2 separate regions of the Gossypium hirsutum genome follow, and region 2 is linked to region 1. The links are chromatin contacts, called in public Hi-C maps. All regions are on one chromosome and are shown on one strand. Each heading gives the region's core, a stretch centred on a gene start, on an enhancer-like site or on the middle of the called end of the contact. The rest is flanking DNA. Distances are from core to core; before and after follow the strand shown.

Region 1 (5,530 bases), core at 885-3,384:
TTTCTTTTCCCCTTTCTTTCCAGATTTTTTTTTCTTTTTCCTCCCCCACCCCCTTTTTTTGGCTTGTATTTTTGTTCTAGGAGGCATGGATATGGTGGTATAAGAGCGCAGCCTTGATGTCAAACACTGGAAATTGTTGAGTTAGCATGCAGCACTATATTTACTTGGATTCATGTGTGCGTGATTGATACTAATATTTTTCTAACATGACTGTGTTCAATTTTTCATTTTCATGATTTGGAGAGTTTAGAGGGTATTTGTTTGTGGTTTAGATATATCAAGAAAAATGAAGAGTCGAAGCAATATTTTAGTTATTTTTTTAAACGTGTTTGGAGGGCCTCTAGAGGATATCTAGGACCATGTTCGGAATGTGACGAAGCAGACATTTTTAACCTAATTCTCTAAACTCCAATTGGATGTCACACTGTGCATCATAATTTTTATGTTCTTTATCTAGCTGTGTTCTTTGTTGTTAACTACTCATTTTTAATTAATCTGTAATTTAGCTTCTAATTTGAAAATCATTATCATTTTAATATATGCATTATAGGATAAATCGATCAATTTTCTTAAGTCTCTACCAAACATTTTTCCTTTTTTCATTTGAGTTCCAAAATTTTTGAAACATAATATTTGTCTATGGAAATAATATAATTTTAAGAAAAAATGGCTTTCAAGTTAATAAAAAATTAATAAATGTTTTTTTATCCCAAATATATATTACAATATTTAAAGGATAGTCACTGAATAAATACTAGGGTAGAAGTTATTTCATTTTACAGCTAGGATTAGAAAATCATTTGCATGCCTTCAAATTAAAATTTTAAAATAAATGTACTAACAGTCCAAGTCAGAAAATTTATAGTAAATTTTTTTAGATACAATGTTTAAAACTACTCATTTAACTTTTTTTCAATTCTTAAATGTGAAAATAATGTGTTTTAATATACTTAGAACATTAATTTTTATGCTTAAGACTTAATCAATTAAAGGAGAGAATATAATGATAGAAAAACACCCAAAATAAATTGAAAACAATTGATGGGTTACGTGAGATGTGGATGTGGATGTGGACATTCTGAAAAGTTGATTTGGATATTTCTCAATTGGAATTCCAATTTTTTTTCAGAAAATAGATAAAACCAAACTTCAGAGTAAATGATTTTATGATTGGACTGGAAAGTAACGGTTCTGAGATGTCAAGTGGTTAGGATTTATAAAAACCAAATTTCTCTCTCTAATTTTAAAAAATAAAATAATATTAAATCAATTATTAAGTAATACTAAATGCTTTGCTTTGTCGAAGAGCCGTAGATGCAATATTAAGAGGCACTTCAAAGATTTGTATGTTTACCTACTAAGTAAGGTTAATATTTATCAGTTAATTTGTAATCTTTGTATGCGTATTTGACTTTCCAGAATGCATAAGTATTCAAATCCTTTTGAGCATTATACTTTTATAAAAAGGAATAATTCCCAAATTTCTTTTAAAATATAAATAATATGTTAATTATATATATGAATATAGGATTTATTTGATTAGTCAATAAAATTTTTTTGACTAATTGAAAGCTCGTCTTTTCAATAATTTACTTTTTCTAAATATGTTTAAGATAAGAACTACCTCATAGGATTTTTCAATAAAAATATTGAAAATGATAGATAAATAAAAGTTATTTTGTCACTTAATAAAAATATGTTAAGTTTATTTTATTTATTTATTTATTTATTTATTTATTTTAGTCTAAGACTACTTTCAATATTTGACTACTCTTTATTTATTTTTCATTCCCATTTTGTTGAATAATTTTTTTTTGCTAAACATATCCATATAATTTATATAATTCAAATTCAATATTTAATTTCTAACTTATCAAATATTACGTAAATCTTTGTATTTTAATTTGATATTTTTTTAATTTATAAAATTTAAAATTTTAATTCTGATCCAATTATCGTTATTGTCTTGTTCGGTTACTAAATAATAAAATAAAGAAAAATTCTTATTTATTACATATATACTATAATAACTAGACATAAAATAAAAAAATAATTAGTATAAATTTAAAGTAGAAACTGGTAAAATAAGTAAAAACTCATGTAAAAAATATGACCTCTACAAAATAAAAAGAAGAAAAACTTTTTAGCTCAAAAACGTGATGAACAAATAATACTGACATCAAACATAGCATATATGTATAATACTATGTTAGTTTACTATTTTTACGTAATACTAAAAATAATTTTAAAAAATTTGTTATTATTATATCTGATTTTTTTAATACAATATTTAAAATTACTCCTAATCTATTTTTAAAATAATATATTTTAACATACTCAAATTTATATTTTTCTACACTAATAAATATTTATGACAATCGAGTTAACACGTGTCTTACTAAATGTTAAATTATTAATGAAGTTTATATCAATTTCGTAATTAAAAAGGAAAATAAAACAAAGCTTAATAAAGGTTTCGAGTTTATAAGGGAAACTTGTGTTCTAATCCTTCCAAACAAATTTTCCTTTCACTTTCATCCCCCCACAAAATATCATTTTCCTTCCTAATCTCCCTTTCTTCCTTCCCTCTCCACACAACCAATAATTTCTCTCTTTTTCTCTTAATTTATTGTCATTTTTTTCTTCTAAATTTCATCTCAATTTTTGCAAAACTTAACTAATGAACAAATTTCCCTCATAATTGGCAAAGAAATCTTTTCCAATTCCCCCCCCCCGCAAGATGCGTTGCAGTTATGGATTGACAGCGATACCGGGGACAGACGCCCGGTTCTTTTCGCCGGAAACTTCCTTCCTCCAGTTACGTAGAACGTTCCAACCGACCCGGATTAAATTTGGGTTGTTCAAAATCAAGGCGAAAATCGACGAAGCGAGGAAAGAGATGAGTTTTTATGAGTTACTGGGGATATCAGAAAGGGGTACTTCGTTGGAGATAAAACAAGCGTATAAGCAGCTAGCTAGGAAGTACCACCCGGATGTTTCGCCGCCGGATCGGGTCGAGGAGTATACGGAGCGGTTTATACGGGTCCAGGAAGCTTATGAGACTTTGTCGGATCCAAGGAGGAGGGCTTTGTATGATAAGGATTTAGCTTTGGGGATTCACCTTGCTTTCTCTGCTAGACGACGTTATCAATACGATGAGGTATTCTTCTTTTATTTTCTATTCTATTTTTCTTATTAATTTTAACTTTGGTTTTTTTTTAAATGTTTTTGGGAGCTTTATTTATCTGGGTTTTATTTGTTTTGCTCTTGAAATAGGTTTTTGATCAATTATTTTTCTTTTCACTTTTTATTATGGGAATTTCCAACCTTTTTTTTGTTCTATTCCATGAATCTAATTTCTTTCTCCAAGATTTGAACTTTGGTAGCTTTTAAGTTGGAATTTCAAATTGTAATAATTTTGATGTCTATTTTGGGTATTGGATTGATGGTTTGACAAACTTTTCAATTTATATTGTAGTTGGGATTGGTTGAAATTTAGTATATTTTGTCTGTTGAAATTGAGAGAAACATATGGAAATTTGGTCCTTTCCAATATAATTAGAACATAGAAAAAATTATTGTATTTCCTAAAGCTTCAAGGGTATTGAAGTGTAGACTAGGTACATCTTTTAGAAAATTGGTTTATGAAAATTCAACTTATTTTTTCAGAAAATTGACAGTCTATTGGTTGGATCATCCACTTTAATATAAATTTTGTCGGCGGTTGTTTTTTTTCTGCAAATTTCTATTGATATAAAAAGGATTGAACAATACTTAGGATTTCTTTTTTTATGCTTTGCTTTAAAGTGGGATTGAACTCAATTCATAGGGGATCTATGGTGCTTAAAGCTTAAGACATTTTCCGGAAGAAATGGGTTAATTTTTCGTTGACCAAGTTGTCTCTCTTGAAAGAAATACTAGTGAACGAGGACATCGTTTCTAGAAGTCATTTTCTGCAAAACTAATGGACACTTATAGTGTTTAATGTGTTCATTATGTCTTTGAGTCTAAGCTGTTAGTTCGACTTCCGTTTCCTTCTTGACACCATACCGATTAAGTTCCTGTATAGTTAGTTACCTGGAGTTTTCGTATGCTTTGCAATACGATGAAACTGCCTTTGTTAGCTCCCTTGTCTTTGCAAATGTGAATGATGGTTAACTAGTCCTCCTCCTTTGCTTTGGTACTTATTAGTTGTTTCTTGGTGCATCATTTTCAAACATTTCCTTAACTTTGATAGCTTTCATATGAGCGAGATGTGATTGCCACACTTGTATGCTTTAAAAGTCTCGGGTTCAAACATGGGCAGCTGCCATTCTCCCTCAATTTGCCATGGTTATTAGAGCAAAGCAGAGAGACCTCATTTGTTGCTTTCCTTGCCAATAGGATTTGCTGCTTGTGACTAAATACCGTTAATGATGAAGTCCTTCGGTTTTGTCTGGTCCCTTAATTATACTGTATGATATTTGGCAAATCTTAAGCTTTTGTTATCTTCTTCTGAACCTTGGATTGTTTTCTGATGAAAGTTGCTTTCCTTCTAGCCTGTAATAATTTGTTTCAGGGCTGACAAATACGCATAACTGTTTAGAGTCTTTCGACGTTCCTGCGTTACTGTCATATTTTCTCGTCCGTTGAGAGAATCCATTACGTTTTTGCTTTAAATTCTTACATTTTCTTCACAACCAGGATCTAGAAGATCGGAGCGAGTGGAAAAATAGATGGCAATCTCAGCTATCAGAGCTGAAGAGAAGAAGCAGGAACAGGGATGCCGGAGGAAACATGTCATGGGGAGCTCGAATGCGTAGGCAAAGGGAAGAATTATCTAAAGAACTATAAAACAGAATTTCCCTTTCAACCTCTGTTCATACAAAACATGAAACGCCTTCTGCTAGCTTTTTTGGCTTTCTCTTGTATACATATAGCATTGCTCAAAATATGACTTCCAATGCTAATTTTAGGACTTGTCTTCTAGTATGTACATAAAATCTATCAGAGTTTGACTTGCTCGTCTTAAATTTTACTTTGCTCATATTTTGGTCTTGAAGTTGAAGCCTCTTTGTGATTTTTCATTTTACGCTTTGTTTTTTAACAAATGATCACAATAAATGGTATAATCATTCTTTCAATCAAATTACAATGATGAGTAAAAAAACTGAAACAAAGGTTAAACCGATAAGGGTTTCAGATTCAATGGGTTTAATCTCAGTGGATTATTGAAAGAAACAAATACGAATGGAAGTGCGAAGAACAAGATGAGTGAGCTGACGAAATTAGTAATATTATCTGTGAATGCATTAAAGAGAAGTGAAGATTATAAATACCGTTACCGTACTTCAAGCAGGCAACAGCATTGCTCGTATTTAATCTTAATAAGCCCCTTACGTTTTTGAAGTTCTTTAAAATACACAAATTGTGAGTTCACCGGAGCTCTTCCAGGTCATCTGATTTCCGGTTTCCAGTTTTCACAGTTCTTAAAATCTTCGATTAAACCGCTACAGTCAAACTACTTGACCTAAAAGTTCCCAATTGAATC
Region 2 (5,530 bases), core at 1,747-4,246, 240 kb before region 1:
TGGAAACAGTGACATCACTACGTAGCACATCCAAGATAATCTAGACAATTCGGCCCATAAACAGACTCCTATAAGCCTGCAAGAACACCGATCTTATCAAATTCCAATAAACTTTAGATACTAAAGCAGATATTTCAACTGCATCTTACTTTAGTTCAAGGGGCCCAACATGAACTCTGAGATCAATGTACTAGTTAGTATTACTACCTATTCGAACCTGTCTATTCAAAAAATTTAACTCAGAGAATAGATGCATTAAACCTCTAGCAAATGAAGAAACATAAGAAATTAACTAATAAATATCCCAATCACCGACCGAAATCCCATTCCTTAAAACCTCCCCTAAACCCTTTTTGACCTAAAGAATCTGGCCAATGCTATCTTCTTTAAGATCCAGAACTTCAAAGTTCATCCAATCTTCAAGCAATGCCTTGAGCATAAGTTCAAAACTGGCCTCAGAATACTGCATATCTCATAAGAACACACCCCCCAACAAAAAAAAAACATATCCAACCTAATCCTCAGGAAAAGATACCCTAAATTTATAGCACTTAAATCCCCTCTTTAAAAACCTAGCATTGCCTATCAATCAGATTCTATTTTATTTTTTCTATCATAAAAAAAAAATCCAACTTTGGCAGCAAAATAGTATTAAAAAAATTATAAATTTAAGAAAATAAAACGTCTCTCAACTATCCATAACATCGTAATGTACTACCCTTGAAAATCCTAAACAAAAAGACAAAACATCCCATTGAAATTTGACCTTACCCTTTAATACCCATTCCTCAAAAAGTAAATCAAAAAGGATTTTCAACAGCAAAATTACTCATATTGTACCATAAGATATGAAACAAAAAAATACAGAAAAAAATGGAAAATGGACATGAAAGTGATATAGAAACTAACCTTTTATAAGAAATCAGATCTGGGGTTTCAAAGATATCAATTAAACCACAGTCTTTTGGAGTATTTTTTGGGTTTCTCTTGGAGTATTTTTTTTTCTTTTTATATAATGTTAATGAAGGGGAAATAAAAAATAAAAAAATAAAAAGATTCGCGAAAGGAGGCTAAAAGATGCGAGTTGGGAAGATGGAATATTGACGGGAAAGGCAAATTGTGAACGTTGGATCAGAATGATGAAGGGTTGAGATTTTTACCCTGTAAGATAGTATCGTACGGTCTATGAGGATTTTGATTGATTAATGATTTACTAAAAGGTATTTCTACTTCCATGAGTTGGCTTCTTCTTATTTTTCATCTAACTAATCTCCCTTTTTTGCTTAACTATTCTAAGTTTGGATTATGATTTCTTTTTATATATATATATTTTTACTTTTATTAGTAGTTATAATTTGACTCTGTGGATACTTTTTCTTTTCTTCTTCAAGAAGAAGTTATATAATTTTTTTAAACGAAAATTTAAGAAGTTGATTATAACCTAATGATTTAAATAATAATAATTAAAATTAATAATAATAAATTGTATTCGAGTGAATAATCAAAATATATAAGAGTCTAGAATAAATTTAGTTAGGGTTGATATTTATAAATTAGAATAAAAACTAAGTCAGAATCAGTTTAGGATTAGAGATGTTCATGAACCAGGTCGGGCTAAGTTTGAGCTGAGTCAAGTAAAAATTTTAGGCCAAGATCGATCTAAATAAAATGCTAAAACTTTAGCCCAGCTTGCCTGTATTAAATTTTTTTGTATTATTATTTTTATATAAGAATAAAATTAAAAATACAATACATTAAATATACTAAAAACATTAAAATAAATATTTTCCAACAAACGAAAATGTTTTTAAAAAAAAAGTATACTTGAATAACATGGTGCAACTTAGTAAACAAATACATCTAAAATAGTAGTAAAATTAATAATAAAACAAAAGTTATATAATATCCAAACAATAACAACAAAATAATAATAATATAATAGCAAAATAATAAAAAAACAATAAAAAGTCGAATCAAGTTAGGCTTAAGACAAAAAAAAGGCTTACCTAAAGCTCAACCCAATTAAAAAACGAGCTTTATTTTTCTTATCCAAATATATTTTTCCTACTTATATTTTGCCCAAACCGTCCCAATTTTTTTAACGAATTTCAGTCCAACTCATGAACAATACTGCTTAAAGTATATAGGTCGTGAAATTAGAATTCAAGATCTCAAAGTTTCCAAGCCTCAACTTTTCTTTTTTCTTTTATTAAAATAACTATTCATGTAGGAATAAGTGGTTATAAGGTTAGAAAACGATTAAGAGAGACTTAATCATAGATGATTGAGAGAGAAAATGCCACAACTGACCTAATGAAAAGGGCTGCAAGCAATCGTCATAGTCAGCGATATCTAATACTTATTGTGACCACATCAATCATCTATTAAATATTTAAATGAAATATTTTGGATAATTTAACAATTAATTTTTAAAATTTTAAATTAATTAAATAAAATGTAAATTTATTAATAATTTAGTGACATTGACATTTTCCCACATAAAATTGATCTTAACTAATAAAAACCAAAAGCTAGAAATAAAAAAAAAACTCAAAAATTAGGTTTTTACTATATTTTGATTTTTAATCATAAAAATAATTAAAATTTTGATTTTTCACTTTTTTGGAATTGTATCGAACAAGTCAATTAGATCAGGACCAATCAAGGTACCAATCAGAAGCAAGGGTTAGATTGTTTAATCCGTGAATTGATCAAATTAACCAGTCAGAGTGGTTGAATCGACTGTAAAATTAGTTGAATCAATTTACTTTATTTTTAATTTTTTTAACAATTTATTCAATTAAATTGGACGAATTGATTGAACCAATCAAAATAAGATTTGATGATCTAATTAATTTGACCATCTATCCGGTTACGAAAACTTTAGAATTTTGATAGTTTTACTTTTAAGGTTTTTTTCCAAAAGAGGATTATTTTTACTTTTTTATCTTTAGTTATTATTTTAATCTTAATTTTTTCTCAAATTAAAAAATCGACCAAGCCGGTTCATGCATCTAAACAAAAATGAAAAGGAAGGGAAAAATGAAGAAACTATAAACTTCAGAGACAAAAACCCTTGTAAATTAAACCCTAAGCAAAACGTTGAAGGACAAAAATGGGGAAGAAGAAAAACCAAAAGCAGCAACCATCAGCCTCAAAAGACGATCTTCTCAATACACTCGGAGACTTCACCAGCAAAGAAAACTGGGATAGCTTCTTTACCATCCGTGGCAGTGATGACTCGTTCGAGTGGTACGCTGAGTGGCCTCAGCTTCGTGACTCACTTCTCCCTCGTATTCAACAACACCCATCACCCTCTTCCCTTTCTCCTTCTTCTTCGTTGCGAATATTGGTGCCTGGTTGTGGCAACTCCCGATTATCGGAGCATTTATACGACGCCGGATTTGGTGATATAACCAATATAGATTTTTCCAAAGTTGTCATCTCCGGCATGCTTCGACGTAATGTAAGGGACCGACCCAACATGCGTTGGCGGGTTATGGACATGACCCAAATGCAGGTTTTTTCTTATTTTCTTAACTTGGGTTGTTTTACTTGTTTAATTTGTTTGAATTTGTTTTCTACTAAGTTTTAATGTTATGGAAGTTTCTCCCTTTGGGGTGCTCAAACGGGGAGTGGCATTTCTTAGCTGAAACTTAACTTATAAAGGTGCATTGGGCACGTTCAATGGTATATACTAAATATCCATCAAATTAAGAATTTATATGCCGTTTTAAACTCTTGAGTTATATTGTGCATCTGGAACAGGGATGATTAGAGATTATTTAGAACTTTATGGTTTTCATCTTACATGATATCAGCTGGAATACTACTGCATTACTGTTATTTATAACATTTATTGAAGTCTGAATTCCTATAACAATATTGTCTCTTGTGATGGAAAGTTTTGAGTCAGATGGACTGATGTCTGTCAACCTATTGCCTTAGTGCTTTGTCAACCTATTGCCTTAGTGCTTATGATGCTTCTTAATGAACGGAGTAATTTTTTTTTAAATGTCCTAGTTCCATAATTTAATGGTTTCCTTTAACATCCCATTTACCTGATATTACTATGTTTACCAGTTCCCAGATGACACTTTCAATGTTGTTCTCGACAAAGGTGGATTGGATGCTTTGATGGAGCCAGAACTTGGCCCTCAGCTAGGGACTAAATATTTGTCAGAGGTGTTGTGGAGTTCTGATTCAGCTTATTTCATATAACATACTATAATTGTCATGGTGGGTTCAAATTTTTTGTTGGATTCACAAGAGTTGCATTTATCCAGGTCAAAAGAGTTTTGAAGTCCAGGGGAAAGTTCATTTGTCTTACCTTGGCAGAATCCCATGTTCTAGGTACTTTGACCTTAATACAAAAAGAAATTTTTTGCTTATATTGAAGAGATAGAAGTAAAAGTTGTCTTGTTGTAGAGATGGATATTAACCATTCATTTACCTGCTTAATTATTATTATTATTTAGTTATATTTGTCCTACATTTTTTTAATCAATTACTGGCTTTGCTAAGGTACATGTTGCTTTTTATAATTTTAGGTTTGCTTTTTCCAAAGTTCAGATTTGGCTGGAATGTTTGCCTTTATGCTATACCTCAGAAACCATCTACTAAGCCGGATCTCCAAACTTTTATGGTGGTTGCTGAGAAGGAAAGTTCCAATGAACTTCTCCAGATCATTTCATCTTTCGATCATTCTTCCCTTGCTTGCAATCCAAATCAGGTACTCAGGGTCTAGTTATTATTATTATTATTTTAATAAAACATTTTGTAACATAAATTGAGTAAAATTGCAGTAGTCAACTATTGAAATGTAATAATGATCGTGCTTCCTGTAATGGCTTCTTTCATGTTTAACTAAAATGGAAATAGGCAAATAAATTTCCTCATTATAATATTTCGTTACCAATGTAATCTCCATTGTAAAATCTTGGAGCCCAAGTCCCTTTAAAGGTTTTGATATAAATCTATGAATCTGTTTTTAGGCTTCTGGTCTTCTTGAAGCCCTTGAAAGTGAGAATCAAATACGTGGAGAATACTTGAGTGGCTCTGATGTACTATATTCTCTTGAAGATCTGCAACTTGGAGCTAAGGGGGATCTGCAAAAACTTAGCCCTGGTCATAGAGTTCTGCTTACTCTGGGTGAACAAGGCGTCTCACACTTTTGTTACAAAGCTGTATTGCTTGATGCTAAACAACAGTCTGGGGCATTCTCTTTTCGCTGTGGTGTCTTTATTGTTCCTAAGGTATGATTTTGACTTGTAAATACTTGCTAACATGAGAAATTAGAGTATAGGGAAGTTGTGGATAGAATCCATAATAATAAATACAACATAAAATTCACATATTAAGGGCCTTCCACTTTTCTTTCTTCTTCTATGTTTGCCTGGGAAATGGAAAATATTGTTGTATTATTGAATATAAAAGGCAGTCAGCATATCTTTTCTTCCAGGCACCCATAAACATGTATGCAGAAAAAATCTAAAGGAGTTGGACCTTTTCAATATTGCACTTGTGTTTC

What was found. Hi-C and Micro-C count contacts between places; a contact is called where the count stands out from the background.
Region 2: a Hi-C map of leaf shows a contact between it and region 1, with 2.2 times the contacts expected there. The contact joins the promoter of LOC107935986 here to the promoter of LOC107939145 in region 1. A contact is called at or near these places in 2 of 34 Hi-C or Micro-C datasets (both in leaf).

The regions. Positions count from the first base shown.
Region 1 is chrA02:2,347,262-2,352,791 of Gossypium_hirsutum_v2.1, reverse strand. It overlaps LOC107939145 (chaperone protein dnaJ 20, chloroplastic), which reads left to right and starts at 2,134. Exons shown (of 2, transcript XM_016872425.2): 1 at 2,134-3,160; 2 at 4,684-5,041. The coding sequence starts at 2,741. The coding sequence ends at 4,833. It overlaps LOC107939141 (serine/arginine repetitive matrix protein 2), which reads left to right. Exons shown (of 10, transcript XR_001695064.2): 10 at 24-452.
Region 2 is chrA02:2,583,786-2,589,315 of Gossypium_hirsutum_v2.1, reverse strand. It overlaps LOC107935986 (eEF1A lysine and N-terminal methyltransferase), which reads left to right and starts at 2,996. Exons shown (of 16, transcript XM_016868625.2): 1 at 2,996-3,520; 2 at 4,084-4,185; 3 at 4,287-4,353; 4 at 4,551-4,732; 5 at 4,995-5,255. The coding sequence starts at 3,116. It overlaps LOC107935994 (alkaline ceramidase), which reads right to left and starts at 1,185. Exons shown (of 3, transcript XM_016868634.2): 1 at 910-1,185.